Regions from separate parts of the Gossypium hirsutum genome. Here region 2 is linked to region 1. A link is a contact called in public Hi-C data. All regions are on one chromosome and are shown on one strand. The core of a region is the stretch at or near the end of the contact, and the rest is flanking DNA. Distances in the headings are between cores, read along the strand shown. Region 1 holds the start of LOC107897604 (shikimate kinase 1, chloroplastic). Region 2 holds the start of LOC107897635 (programmed cell death protein 2-like).

What was found. A called contact is a pair of places that touch in the nucleus more often than the background predicts.
Region 2: a Hi-C map of leaf shows a contact between it and region 1, with 4 times the contacts expected there. The contact joins the promoter of LOC107897635 here to the promoter of LOC107897604 in region 1. A contact is called at or near these places in 17 of 34 Hi-C or Micro-C datasets (anther, callus, fibers and 4 more).

The regions. Positions count from the first base shown.
Region 1 is chrA11:38,749,943-38,752,642 of Gossypium_hirsutum_v2.1, reverse strand. It overlaps LOC107897604 (shikimate kinase 1, chloroplastic), which reads left to right and starts at 1,352. Exons shown (of 12, transcript XM_016823123.2): 1 at 1,352-1,685; 2 at 1,843-2,068; 3 at 2,666-2,700. The coding sequence starts at 1,849.
Region 2 is chrA11:38,954,385-38,957,084 of Gossypium_hirsutum_v2.1, reverse strand. It overlaps LOC107897635 (programmed cell death protein 2-like), which reads right to left and starts at 1,435. Exons shown (of 8, transcript XM_041081950.1): 1 at 1,201-1,435; 2 at 773-862; 3 at 570-667. The coding sequence starts at 1,293.

The sequences.
Region 1 (2,700 bases), core at 103-2,602:
AAGGACCTCTAATTTAAAATCTCATAGCAATTGGACATCTTTAGCATGTAGAACTCAACTTTTTCACTTTTTATAATTTAGTCCTTTTGGCTAAATTGAGTGCCCAAATGTCAAAATTTTTTAACAAGATTTTCATAGAATAGTTCCATAAAACTATAGACCATAAAAATATAATAAAATAAAAATATAATAAAAATGAATCTTTCTACGTCGGATTTGTGGTCCCGAAACCACTGTTCTGACTAGCCCTAAAATCGTGCTGTTACACTCCACCTCTCTATGAACGCGTTGATGAGTTTCGAATCCAACTTGTGCCCCCGGTCTATATTGGCCACGTGCCGAAAACCCACTTTTCTCAAGTAATTTTCTATCAACGGTGATGGAGGACCAGACATATTACGAATATAACATGTAACATCCGATTTACAGACTATTATAAAAAATTATAAAAAAATTAATTAAAATTACATAAATGAAAAAATATTAAATAATATTCAAAAATTGAAATTAACCCTTACTGTTTTCATTTGTTCGACGGAGATATGTTTATGATCTAGATGAATTAATTCCCTGGCTATTGCTAACACGATCAAATATCTTAGAAATTATAAAAAAAAAGAATACTAATTTAGAAAAAAATTAAAGGAAATAGTTAAGTAAAGCGAGCTTTGAGAAATTTAAGGAGAAATTGGAGAGCTTTTTTGAGAATTTTGGAAGAAATGTTTGTGTAAAAAAATAGGAAGGGGTTTTATAGTTTTTTTTTACTGTTGGACCCCCAACGATCAAAATTTTAAATGATTGTTTGGATGACCGTTAGGGGTAAAAAACACAGGCTAAAACACGCCCATAAGGGAGGACGCGTTTTCCTGACATGGCAAAAGCGCTCCCTAAAGGACGCGTTTTGCTGGAATTTTCCCTTAAAACACTTTTACGTAGACGTGCTTTTGTATTTTTAACCCATTCCGATAAATAATAAATAAAATGACCTATTTTTGTAAATAAAATAGGAAAATGCCTTTCTTAGGGTGAGTTTAGATGGGTGGTGCGTTTACCTGCGGTTAGTGTAAAAACAGCGGTGGCAGTGAGATTAGATACTGTAGCGATACTGTAGCATGAGATAAAAAGTAAGCTAAACGCACCGCACCGCCGCCCCAAACGAAGCCTTAGTAAAATGGTGATAATTTTTTTTATTTTGATTGTTATTTAAGTAAAAAAACATAGAAACATTTTTTTATGTAATATTGATTAAAATAAATTGTATTATTTATTTGTAGATTTCTGACCACAAAAACAGTAATTTATGAAATTAAAAACGTGGCAGCAGGAGAGTGAATAACAACTACCACAAGAATGAGCGCACGAAAGCAACCCCTCACCTCACCTTCTTCCTCTGAATGCTTGCTACCAACCCCTCCTTGCCGGGGGGAATTGGTTGGTGGGAATGCCCTTGCTTCCACGTCATCATTGTTTCACTGTTTAAATATAATAGAGGTATATATAAAATTTGTATACAGTTTCCATACTCCAGTCGCCGCTTTAAAATGATTCCTGCCAGAAAGAGCAAACTGCATTTCTAAAGATATTACAGTAATAGATTATGATAAACGAGCCTTCTCTGCTTTAATACAAAGTCAGAGAGCAATATCCCTTCACGAATTTCATTTTATCTTTATTAATTAATTGAGGTAAGTTCATAAGTTTTGCTTGAAATTTCTGTTGTTAAAGTTTCATTAGCTTTATTATTAACTAATTTCTGCATAAATTTCTCTTGAATTAATTAATAAAAGAAAAACTGAGAATTTTTATTTTTGAAAATTTTATTGAATCGGGGGCGGTTGGAAGCTGAAAATGGAGGCAGGAGTTGCATGCAAGTGGAATTATCCGACATGGATTGAGTCGGAAAGGTTTGGGAGAAAATCGACTGGTTCTTTGCGGTTCGGTCGGATAGCAAAGCAAGAACACAAGACCCGGGTGGTTGTTTCGGCCCGCTTTCCGGTTCAGACATCTTCCAATCGACATAGATCAGTCTCTTTGGAGGTTTCCTGCTCTTCCTATACGAACTTTTCAGGTGAAACAAAATTGATATGCCAATTTTATGACTGTTGTAATTTCGTTTATCATTTTTGTACAATTGATTCATTTATTAAAGTCCTCTCTCTTTCCAATCTTTTTAATGATATGTTGGATTGCGAAAATTTAAGGTAAAATTGGAATAAAAGAATAGCAACGTTTTAAAGGAAAATAGACAGGAAAGAAACTTTGGCTACTTTTGCACATAACACTATAAATTTACTATTGACCTGATAGTAAATTCCATTGTTTTTTGATGTGCGGATATGACGCGGGGTTTTATTAAATTTCCTAATATAACCATTTGTAATACTTGGAGCATAGATCAGAAATCATTTTGTCTATGCCTTCTGTCAAATGTCAGTCTCCTTTCATGTTCTCACTTTTCTGCTAAGTTGTACCATTTAATCTTGGTTGAATTTCATGTTGTTTTACCATAGGATGAAACTAGCATGTTTTGTTCATGTTGAGATTATCCAAAGTGAGAGCAGTACTACTCAGACCCTAGGTGGCTAAATTGTTCTTGAGAATTTAAAATTTTATCACACATATGATTGATCCCTATGATGTTATGTTTTAAAATGTTATTTCGCAGCTTCAACAATGGAAACTGGAAGCATTCATGCACCT
Region 2 (2,700 bases), core at 186-2,685, 200 kb before region 1:
AAGCACTAGTTAACTTTGCCTTAGGCGCAACGCACAAGGCAAAAAAAAGCACTAGCCTGAGAAAAGTAATGTGCAATATGTAAATGTGTGAACTTTTATATGTAATATAAAGCTTGAGATTTATAATAAACTCTAAAGTCTGGTCTAGTTTATCTACAAAACATGCATTTTTTTTATTGGTCAATATACTTGATTTCCTTATGGTCAATGTCTATTGTTGAATACTCAAATATTAAGAAGTATTAGAGTCTGGTACTATCCTCTTTTTACTAAGGCATATCTAACGAAAAAAAGTGAAAATTAAAAGAAATTAAGGATAACTTCAATTAGGAAGGCTTTTTTAATGGCTATCGCCTTACAAAAATAGGTGCCTACGTGCAGTAGGTGTGCGCCTGATTAAATGGACTTTTCCTGAAAGGGTCTAAGGCGATTTTGCTGTCCAGTGCCGCAGGCGCACCTAAGAACACGCCTTGACAACACTGACTAAAAGAGAACATAACACCTATGCAGTTAAAAGAATCATGTTTCAATGATAAACAAGGGTCAAACAAACAAATCAGAGAAACAACCTGAGAGAAGAGCTACCACAATTTGGTGCCACACAACCAAAAACAAGAAGTAGACGGTCTTCTACGTTCAAAGTTCCACTTGAAACTGGAGCATAAACCTTAACAGGAATTTAGCCAAATAATATAATTTATTGGATTCAAATGTTAAAAGTTTTGTCGACAATAACAGGAAGAAAATGCATTAGAGTTAGAATAAGAAAAACCTGAGCAACAAGACAGAGTTTACTTCCACATTGTGTGCAGTGAATAAGTGTAGGGTTGAACTTCAAAGCCTCTATAGGAAGAGGCCAATCCTGTTAAAAGAACAAAGTTGAAGGTATAGAAAAACATAACCCAGAAAAAAAAAACTAACTGTTGATGTCCTCTGCTAGGTTTAGCTGAGTAGATGTCTAAGGAAAAGGCTGAAGGCTAGTGAGGGAGCACAAAAGCTTTAAATATCCTCCGAACCCACACTAATTTAAGGATCAAAAGACGACCCAAAATCCGAACTACATTAACCCATGTGTTTGTAGATAGCCTTCTTCATGCTTTGCTTGAAAACCCACAAAGATTGATTTACTCAGCTGAAGGGCTTGAACTAGCAGAGGACATGAATACATATGAAGATGAAAAGAGGGAGAAGGAGAAATACAGGAAGTCCACCAATTTTGGTAGTGTAATGATCAGAGGGCTCACGGTTATCCTCAGCCCATGGCCCTGGCAAGCCTAGCACAACCCTACTCATCAAGCTTTCAAATAGCGATGTAAACTGATGCCTTCGAAAAAAAAAAAAAGGTTTCTCCACAACCAAGTCAACAGAGACGGAGAGAAAGTATGAGATGGGAGTGAGTCGGGAAATGTTAGAGATATATAAGTTTGGTTAAACTAAAAAAAATAGTGATTTATGCATTATTTAAATTAGACTTATTGGGTAAGTTACTCCTCCAGCGCACGTCCAGATTTTAAAAAAAAATTGGTAAAAAATATTAAAGTTTGATAAAAAAAATTCAAAAAAAAATTAACTCTTTTTAAAATACGAGTTAGATTCGAGCTTGATTGTTTAAGGTTTAAATAAATTTGATCTATTTTTAATATTATAATAATTTATATTATGCTATTTATAATACATTAAAAAATAAATTTATACTAAATATATAATATTACTTTAAACATTAAAATAATGTTAAGATGATTATATAAAAAATTTTAATAAATAAAAAAATATTAATATTAAAATAATATAATATAAATATTTTTAAAATATAATATGGACGGACTTAAAATAGACTTGGGTTAATCTTTTGGAAATATGAGCGGGTTTGAGTAAAATTTTAGCAAAATTCTAGGCCCATATTTCGGGCTGGGCCAAGCTTGGGCAAGTATAAAGTATATTAATATCATGCTTAGATCCAACCCAAATCTAACCCGATCCGACCCATGAACACATCTAGTTTAAACTAAGTTTTGGTCACCAAAATTTAATTTCAGTAACATTATCGATTTGTAACATTTTAATTATTATGTTGTTATTTGACATTAAAGATATGATGGAAGTATCATATGACAAATAGTATCACTAAATGCCAACATGTTTTCTACGTGTAACACGCCATGCTCGACCCGTCTGTCGGATCCGGGTATAGAGCGTCACAAATGGACCTATGCTTAATAATTGCTAGCTTAACTGCTATAAAACAGTCTAAATTAAAATTATAAAATTTAAAAATAATAGTTCTTATAACTAAGGCCTTAAGCCACCAAATGCTTAGTCTCTTATATTCTTATCTCTAATATGATTTTTTTATTTACAATGGCCATTTTACAAATCTTAAACCTTAACTAAAGACTATGTGTCCTAAAATCCAAATTCTAATTGTGCTATCGGGCTTCATCGTTAATAATCCTATGGGGAAGCCTCCAATTGTATCCTTTTCCTATGTGCATGACTCGATCCAACAATGATCCTTGATCTTCACTTTACCTGGTTTAGTTCCTCTTCTTAGTCCTCGATCACCCTCACAAGTCCTGTGAACATTAGTTAACTTCGTAAGTTCGATTGAACTTAGTGAGTTCCTATACCGATCATGATTAACCCTATCACAGAAGGGTAAACAATCGTAAAATAAATTAAATATAAATTTACTCCCTGTTC